Linked DNA regions of Acanthopagrus latus: all the other regions are linked to region 2. Evidence: chromatin contacts called from public Hi-C data. All regions are on one chromosome and are shown on one strand. The core of a region is the stretch at or near the end of the contact, and the rest is flanking DNA. Distances in the headings are between cores, read along the strand shown. Region 1 holds the start of cdc42bpab (serine/threonine-protein kinase MRCK alpha). Region 2 holds the start of fam49a (protein FAM49A). Region 3 holds the start of hnrnpub (heterogeneous nuclear ribonucleoprotein Ub).

The links. Hi-C and Micro-C count contacts between places; a contact is called where the count stands out from the background.
Region 1: a contact with region 2 is called in a Hi-C map of muscle, with 3 times the contacts expected there. The contact joins the promoter of cdc42bpab here to the promoter of fam49a in region 2. A contact is called at or near these places in 2 of 4 Hi-C or Micro-C datasets (liver and muscle).
Region 3: a contact with region 2 is called in a Hi-C map of muscle, with 3 times the contacts expected there. The contact joins the promoter of hnrnpub here to the promoter of fam49a in region 2. A contact is called at or near these places in 2 of 4 Hi-C or Micro-C datasets (liver and muscle).

What each region holds. Positions count from the first base shown.
Region 1 is chr22:24,335,116-24,338,102 of fAcaLat1.1, reverse strand. It overlaps cdc42bpab (serine/threonine-protein kinase MRCK alpha), which reads left to right and starts at 1,299. Exons shown (of 43, transcript XM_037085643.1): 1 at 1,299-2,666. The coding sequence starts at 2,489.
Region 2 is chr22:24,178,516-24,181,421 of fAcaLat1.1, reverse strand. fam49a (protein FAM49A) reads right to left here and starts at 1,298. Exons shown (of 12, transcript XM_037085661.1): 1 at 1,141-1,298.
Region 3 is chr22:24,356,637-24,359,583 of fAcaLat1.1, reverse strand. It overlaps hnrnpub (heterogeneous nuclear ribonucleoprotein Ub), which reads left to right and starts at 1,371. Exons shown (of 14, transcript XM_037086038.1): 1 at 1,371-2,066. The coding sequence starts at 1,598.

The DNA of each region.
Region 1 (2,987 bases), core at 50-2,549, 160 kb before region 2:
TTTGAGCAGAGATAAGCGCCTCACTTCAAAAGGATGGGACGTTTCCCAGCAAGAATTAAAGCATTTAAAGTGTGACACTGTAAAATACCCGTCTTTGCTCTGTGCTTTCATGATTCATGTGATCACATGAAATGCATGACTATGATTGTTTTCTTACAGTTTGTTATTAGCCACTCCAACAGGTTTATTAGAACAGACAGAAGAGTGCAAATCAGCCTCCACCTGCAGATAGTCTGACTGACTGACACCTGTCTGTGTGATTCAACTTCTGTGTTCAAGTCTTATTCAGGGATCTGTGCATATAGCAAATATCTGACTCACTCTGACCTACAGGCCTGTTTGTCTTAGAGAGTTTACTCTCGGCATTACAAACTCCTCCAAACCTGTGAGAGCAGTCCGGGAGGTTGACGCAGGTGAACACACCTTGACGCTGACGGATGGAAAACGCAGTCAAGTAAATGTGAAATGTGAAAATATGTCATTATATATGAGTCAGAAGGCCTGTTGGGACCTCAGGTAGCTGTGATCACACATGCACAAGATACTCAGCTTGTAACTGAGGTGCCATAAACTCCAATAAAATAAAATGTCAGAATTGTGTAAATGTATGCATTTGGAACACTCACTCAAAGGTAAACTATCACACTGATGGTTGCCTCCACACAGGTTTATCTGCATGCACATATTGCTCTGCAGTCAATTAAAGAGACAGCAGCAGTCATTATTATTCCTGTCTGGAGGAGAAAACGTGTCCGCTCCGCACCACGTCACCAGCAGACTGACAGACAACCCGCAGTTTCCATTCACAATATTGACAGCCTCCCTCCACCCCCTCCACCCTCCAGCACCTCCATCCCCTCCCGCACCACAGCAGATGCTGTGCCGGGCGCCATGATGATGATCTGGGATTTTGCCTGCAGCAGCGAACAGAGTTGCTACAACGCCAGGGGAGATGGGCTGCTGGCTGTAGAGCAATGGGCGGATTCACGCTGCGGCGCAGCAAAGATGGCCGATTCGGAGGGATTCGGCGTTCTACGCATGCGTGAAAGCTGGGGGGAAAAAATATAAAATAAGTCGACGTTTAACGTTCAGCCTTACAGCTGAGACATTCTCAACCAGCTAGAAATATGTAGAGTTTTGTAACTAGATTCAAACTTTGTGTTTTTAGCGTGTTATGAGCAACCTCGCGAGCCAACTGACATTTTCCCCCCATCCCATTCATACTTCACGACCAGGCCCGACTTTTCCCACAATCCACCGCGGCGTTGCTGTTAGCGCTGTCTGCTCGGCGCTCTTTCCCTACGTGAGACTCTGGCGGCAGGCTTCGCTGGTAGCTTGACTGTGCAGAGACGGCAAGAAGCGACCGACCGGCGGGGGAGGCAGCAGGCGACGGGAAGGACAGAGGGAGTTTAGGCTGTGTCCCGTATTTGGAATAAGCGAGACTAGACTACAGCTTTTCCTCTTGACGTGAAACGAGCTCCTCAGTAACCTTCACAGAGAAAGGACCCGCATATTGTTTTTCTTTTTTTCTTTTTAACGGCTAACTTACTGGAACTCTTGAACTGTAACTAACCGTCGGTTTGAACAACTGTGAAGAAAAAGAGACGTTTTGGTTTCTGGACGAAGATTTGGGATTTAAAGAACATTTGTGCCAGCATTGAGTTGAGAAAACAAGGGAATATTTTTTTTTCTTCCCACAGTTGGATGGAAACATAGCAAACAAATAAAAATAAATAAAAAATCAGTTAAGCTCCGACAACACTGTGAGAGATTGTACGTCAACTCCTGGGAGAAAAGGAGCAACGATGGCAGTTAGGAACGGGGAAAAGTAACGTTAACGTTAGCTCGCTGGCTAGCTAAATAGCTAACCTAGCAGGCTGCTAACTAAGCCTGTGTCGCCCTTCCATTCCTGGAGCAGAGGAGGGGCGCTGGGGCTTTGTAGCATTGCAGATCTGCCTTGCATTTTTGGGTTGCTGCAAGAATGGAGAGTCCCAAATATCCGCCACAACAACTCAGGGGGATCTGTTGAAACAGCATCGACTCCATCTTTTTTTGTATACATTTCCCCGAGCGGAGAAGACCAGAAAACTGCAAGCTAACGCTGGGATTTCATCAAAAAAAAATCCACCGGCCCGGAGCAGCCAGGGTCTGTAATTGTGACTACTTCTTTTCGTATATGCCCTGTGGGGATAGGTATTATAAAATGGGGAAGTGCTACATGTCTTATCCACCTCTTAGATACTGGATCTCGAGAGGGAGATCATGAATAGGCCGATTTTAACGAGGCATTAGCCGCCGGCCTTCCCCTCAACTCAAAGTTTTTATTATCATTTTTGAGACGTATTCAAGGTGAGAGAACTTATTTTTTTACAGGCCCCTCTGTGCTAACTAAACAGGCCGAGGAGGTGTCTGCCCTCTTCCCCACCACCACCACCACCTCCTTCATCACCACCATCATTAGTTCAAAAACCAACAAGCCGGAATAATCATGTCGGGAGAGGTGCGTTTGAAGAAGCTGGAGAAGCTGATCCTGGACGGGCCAGCTCAGTCTAATGGCCAGTGCCTGAGTGTGGAGACGCTGCTGGATATCCTGGTGTGTCTCTACGATGAGTGCAACAACTCCCCGCTCAGGAGAGAGAAGAACATCACCGAGTTTCTGGACTGGGGTAAGCAATATTGTCTTTATATCTGTTGTTTGGCTTGTGCATTCAGCCTCCCTTTTCTTTTTTGTTTTTGGTGGTAAGATGATAGGCTTATAATGTTGGTGGTGCAGTGGCCCTCCCTTCCCCATCACATTCCTTTTATAGTAGTAGTGGGGCTCAGTTGGCCTGCTCTCCTCTCACTCAAACAAACCCTCCCCTGAAACTAAAAAAAAAACAAAACAAGGTCCACTTTACTCCTTGTGTAATTAAACGCTTTATATGTTTTGGAAAAAGAATTATACAAGAAACACACATTAAAACCGAAGACATTGTCTTCTGTCTTAT
Region 2 (2,906 bases), core at 49-2,548:
CATCTGTCTGACTACTATCTCCTCAAAGAGCTGCTTCACTGCAAGATTCCCAAATCAACCAGTCATTCCATATCTGATTATACACGACAAAACACCAACATTACTTCCCGGTCGACTCAAAACATTCTGAATCTTCGCAAAAAATGAATGCTTTGGACTTTTGGACCAGTTCTTGGAAAGACTTTAGTCGTGATCAACTTTTCTGAATTTGCAGGGTACCACCACCTCCACCTCATCACTGCAGTGACTCATAACAACAGACTGAATGAATGTGCTGCTGTTGTTGAGCTGTAATGTAAGCATGTACTCCAGTAACAACCCCATGGGGCAAAAACGAGAGACACTCATTGGCAACTCGCGTCAAGAGAAGAGAAAGAAACAGCTGCTGCTGCGGCTGTCTGGCATTTACAACATGCAACTGAACCGGGGCTGATGTGGATCTGTCGACCAGTTAGACAGGCTGAGAAATCCCCACATCAGAAGACTGGAGAGGAAACAAATCATATTCAGTTTCAAAACCACCTGCCAGTCTGAGAGCAGTCCACTGATGTCAGCCTCCCTGTGTAGGATGCAGTGATTGCGGTTTCAAAAAAAAAAAGTTGTTAAACTGTTATAACTTTGAAGCAAACCAGAGCTCCAGAGGATTTCATACCGCTCACTCACTCAAGCGAGTAAGAACTGGGGGGGAAATGCAATCTTTCAGGAAAGTGACGAGGAGAAACTCTATGAAACGTGGCTCGAGTTCGGCTGCTACTCTCGCAAGCTAAGTTTGCTGGGCTAGTCGGTCCGCCTGCTAGCCGGTACCGCTGTCAGGCAAACACCCAAAGAAATTACTCCACTAATATAAAAGACAGTCCGAGAGACTAAATAAGACACAAGCGCTTTACACATGAAGCACCTCGTCACTTTTACACCTCGTCCGTCGCCAACACGTAACTAACTCCAGCGCTCAAAAAGCGGCTAACGTTAGCTAGCAGGTTAGCGCTTCCTCCCCGGCATCTCTTCCCATGTGAACTCAACTGACAGACTCCGATTTGACGGGGACACACAATCTGGCACAACACCAGGCGGAGTGAAAATACAACTTTGGCGCCCACCGCACGCGCAGCAAAAAAGTTAGCTGAAAACATGAAAACTCACCTGTGTGTTTCTCGGGCCGGTACTTTTTTTTGTTTTTTCTTGGTTCGAGTTGTTCAGAACCGAAGAAGTCTTGTTGCTACTCGACAGTACTTTCACCGACCCTGGCAGCTCCGCCTGTCCCCAGCAGCAACCGACAACAACACACACCCCTCCTTCTGCCACCGGACAAACTGAAGAAGTACAAGAAGAAGAAGAGGAAAAAAGCGTATGTCAAGCCCCGCCCACTCGCGTCTGTAATTGGTCAATATTAGGGACAGTGCGAAATGGGCCAATTAAATCCTCTATTGTTGTTTTGTGTGTGCAGGCACATTATTTCCTCATGATGAGAGCTGCTGCATCGATCCAGAGCTCTGATTAGATGATTAATACAGACTTGTTTTTATGTCAAGTCATCCTTCTTTACATCCTTTAATACTTTTAATGCTCCAAGATGACTTATTTGTTTATAGTTCTTACCTTCACCTTCCTTTTTTGATTTTTTTTGCATTTTTACAATTTGTATTCTGCCTTCCTGTTTTAAACTTAGCTTAAACTATTTGCTTTGATTGTCAAAGTACTTCGTAAACACTGTTTTAAAGGTGCCATGTCAATAAAGTTTATTATCATTATTATTATTACTATTATTATTATTATTAGTAGTAGTAGTAGTAGTAGTAGTAGTAGTAGTATTGTACCTTTGATGTGGCTTGAGGTACACTAAAGTTGCTCTGAACATTTCTCCTCCATTTTTGTTTTACTATGATGACTCATTTCATTCTGATATTTTCTTTTTTACTGCTAATTATCTTGTGTGTTCTCTCCCAGGTCACCACAGTGGAGAAGAGGTTGTGTGGCTCGGGCACCACTTGGTAATGCTCAGTCGTCCTCCTGGATCCACACACTTTACATTTATTATCTCATTTATATCAGATATATATTTCAGTATTTTAGAGAGAAAATGTTTAATCAGTTATTCAAGGACATCAACAGGACATTAGTTGCAGCCAAAAATAAGTTTTCACTACTTTTAACAACTTTCAGAGCTTATCATAACCTGTTCACTTGAGCTGTTTGTGTTAACCAAACAAAACTGCTTTTCTCTTTGGCCTCATAACATTCAGAACCAGGTCAGGGGTTCGTAAACCGAACTGGAACTCACATCATAGTAAACTTCCTGCTTGTAACGGCTGGCCATGGCCCGGCACCAAGATTGATGGAGGAAGTCAAAGGCATGTTTGAACATCAGTGGCTCTGGAGAACGAGGGACTCGCATATTTGTCCCTGAGGGGCTTCATCGCATCGCAACGCAACAGAAACACACACAGAGCCTTTAAAAATGTCAAGGCCCTACAGTCAAAACAGCGCAGGGCCACATGTAGCTCCCTGATGCTATTCCTGTGTGCGTGTGTGTTGCCACACCAGGTTGCCACGACGCACTCTGAAGCCCTGAGTGTGTGTGTGTGTGTGTGTGTGTGTGTGTGTGAGTGAGTGTGTGTGTGGGAAAGACTTGGTGCTCATTGTTGTCAGCAGTGTGGTTGAAGGTATGTACAGGGTAAACACACCTCCATAGGACTATAAGGGCCAGTTAGGTTAGATGATAGGGGGGGTCAGGACACGCCCACGTCCTCCACCACCACAACCGCTGGTTGTCATGGAGATAAGTTTCCTTAGCTGCAACTTCACACACACACACACACACACACACACACGAATAAACACTCAGCATGTGTGTTTATTGCTCTGTACAGCTCCTGCACTACATGTTAACGTATCCACTGATGTGACAC
Region 3 (2,947 bases), core at 122-2,621, 180 kb before region 2:
TTTGCTAACTTCTCCTACATGACATCAGTCTGCTCACAGCAGAGGAGTCACACAAAGCTGCTGACATGAGCGTGCAAACATGCAGTCAGTGTTATAATGCTGTAAAAACATCACTGTAGGAAGAGTTTGAATTTAATATTATTATATCAGTGTTTACCAGGGACGTGCACATGATTATAGAGAGGCAGGGGCTCAAAGTCAGAGAAGGACAGTCATTGTTTTCAGGCCTCAATAACAATATGTAGATTAATTAATGCAAAATTAATAAACAAAGTACTTATAGAAAGCGAACTACGTAGCTGTATATCCTGTGTAGCTGTGAGCGATACGTGATTACCATTTATTTTGTGTCAACAAATTACTGTCATCATGAGTTTATTCACATTATCATGATACTGAGGTTTGGCAGACATGAAATTCAACTGCAGTTCTTAAAAAGCAATGAAACACTGGGTTATTAATAGGCTATTTATTGCAGGGCAAACGCCTAAAAATGTGACAAAACCAAGAAATGAGTACTGTGAGTGTCAGTAGGAACAGCAGTGTTATGTGTGGTGGAGTTCTCCACGAGGCAGCTTCTCTCTCAACACTGTGTAACAAGGAAATGATTTTGCATAACAGGAAATCATTTATTCATTAAAAAAGACACAAAAGGGGCATTTTTTAATATGAGGCAAAAAGAGCAGGGGCTCAAACACCCCTTGGGTCTTATGTTTGCACGTGCCTTATGTTTTGCACGTGTTTATAATCAATTTTGAACCATATTTATATGTATAAACGTGTCTATTCTATTTCTTACCTTTTTAATGATATTGTTGATTTTTAACCATTGTTATTGGGGTTATTTTGTAATGTTAGGGTTCTGTCCTTTGGCTGCTGCGGCAAACAAATTTCCCTATTTGTGGAACAATAAAGAAATACTGGCAGTTGTCCAAAGAATTGATATGATATCTTATCTTAACTTGTGATTTAACCCTTGTATATGTGTTTGTATATATGTTTGTATGTATGTTTATATGTTTGTTTGTCAATATATTTATATATTTTATATATTTCCAGATTGTCGACTTTATTATGTTATTTTATTGTCTACTTTAATATTTTATTTATATCTTTATCTTCATCTCTTGTTTCCATTCATGTTGCATTTCTGTTTCTACTTTCCACTGAGCACATGTAACAAAAACATGAATAAATTATTCTGGTTCTGGTTCTGACTCTGAAACAGCCCCTGGTGTCCTATAATAAACCTTTATTCTCACATTTATAATCAAAGACATTGATTATGCGGATAAATACGCGCTGAGCTCCATCCTGGCCCTCCTCTCCTGCACACGTCGCTCCGCTGTTATAAAGCCGGTGACAGATGGTCGGCGCTGCTGCGGTGCTCTCTGGGTAATTACGGCCGGTGACGTCAGCCTCCTCCCCCACACGGCCGCTCAGTGCAGCTCCTTCGCCGGTGAGAGATTGGTCGGACAGCGCGGCTGCCATTTGGCGCAGATTTCAGCTACCATCCGTTAAAACAAAAGTGCGTCCAGTTATTTATTTATCGTCCTGTTCTGTGAATCTTTCCTTACATTTTTTTGTTCCCGTCACGATGAGCTCAATTAACGTCAAGAAGCTGAAAGTGAACGAGCTGAAAGACGAGCTGAAGAAGCGGAATCTTTCGGATAAGGGGCTGAAGGCCGAGCTGATGGACCGCCTGCAGGCCGCCTTGGACGACGAGGCCCTGGTCTCTCCGCTGGACCAGCAAGCCGCGGGGAGCGAGCAGGCCGCCGACCAGGAGGGCATGGGCGAGGAAGAAGAGGGCGATGATGGCCCGATAGAAGAAAGCATGGAAGCCAACGAAGACGAGGAGGAAGAAGAAGAAGAGGAGGAGGAGGAAGAGGAGCCGGAAAATGGAGGCGACGGTGATGGCGTTGCCGAGGACGAGGAGATGGGTGAGGGGGAAGAGGACGCGGACGGGGAAGAGGACGACGAGATGGATCCCATGCTCAAGGGAGATGTGGACGACATGGAGAAAATCGAGGCGGAGGATGGTGAGCCCGGGGACCAGGCTACAGAGGGTGAGTCGGCTCCGTTTGCTCTGGAATAATGTGACTGGCTGGATGGTCTGTGGCTGGGTGTCGGTTTTTGCTATATAACGTTAGCGCTAATGCTACCGCGGGAGGGAGCCGGCTGGGAGAGACTCAATTTGAATGCGTAACCGCACAGCAGCGTCCATGTTGAGCTAGATACCGTGACCTCACTTGACTAGCGAGCGTTAGCCACAAACTGAAACAGTTAGCCGGGTAGCTAACTTAGCGCTAGCATCGGTCACCACCTTGGTTAGCTAATCATTTTTCCACCGATAGTCCAGTCCTTAAAGGTTAACGTTATCATTTCATTATCTAATGTTGTTAGATCTAGTCAACGTTAAGAAGTGATAACTACGCTCCTATTTAGGCGAAGTCCGGCGTTTCTATTTGCTTGGTTAGCGTGTTAGCTTGCCAGCTAACCTCATTTTCTTTGTCTGTGGTGCAGTGCTAACTAGCCGACCAACCGGTTAGCTAGTTCAGTGGTTCCCATATTGACGTTTAGCCACGACTGGGGGTGCAGGGCTAGCTGTTAGCTCGGTTAACTATGATACAACCTGCTTTAAAATGGTATAACGTGATAGTTACGTGTTTAAAAATGTTCAGAAGTTCAGACTAACGAAGATAATTGCAGCATTTATAGGGTGTTTCCTCCCGCTCCTGTCATGTTCGCGTTAATTACTCTTACTGGCGTTTTCCAGAATTACACGTTCATTTTGAATTTCTTAGGTAACGACTGTGTGCAAGTCCAAATGAAATTTGAATTCGTTAGGATGCTGGGAACTCCTGAACTAGCTAACCTCCAAAAGTCGTGCTGAAGCTGGGTGAGAGACTGAACTGAGCTGGTCTAACACGTGGGTAGTTTTGTGGTT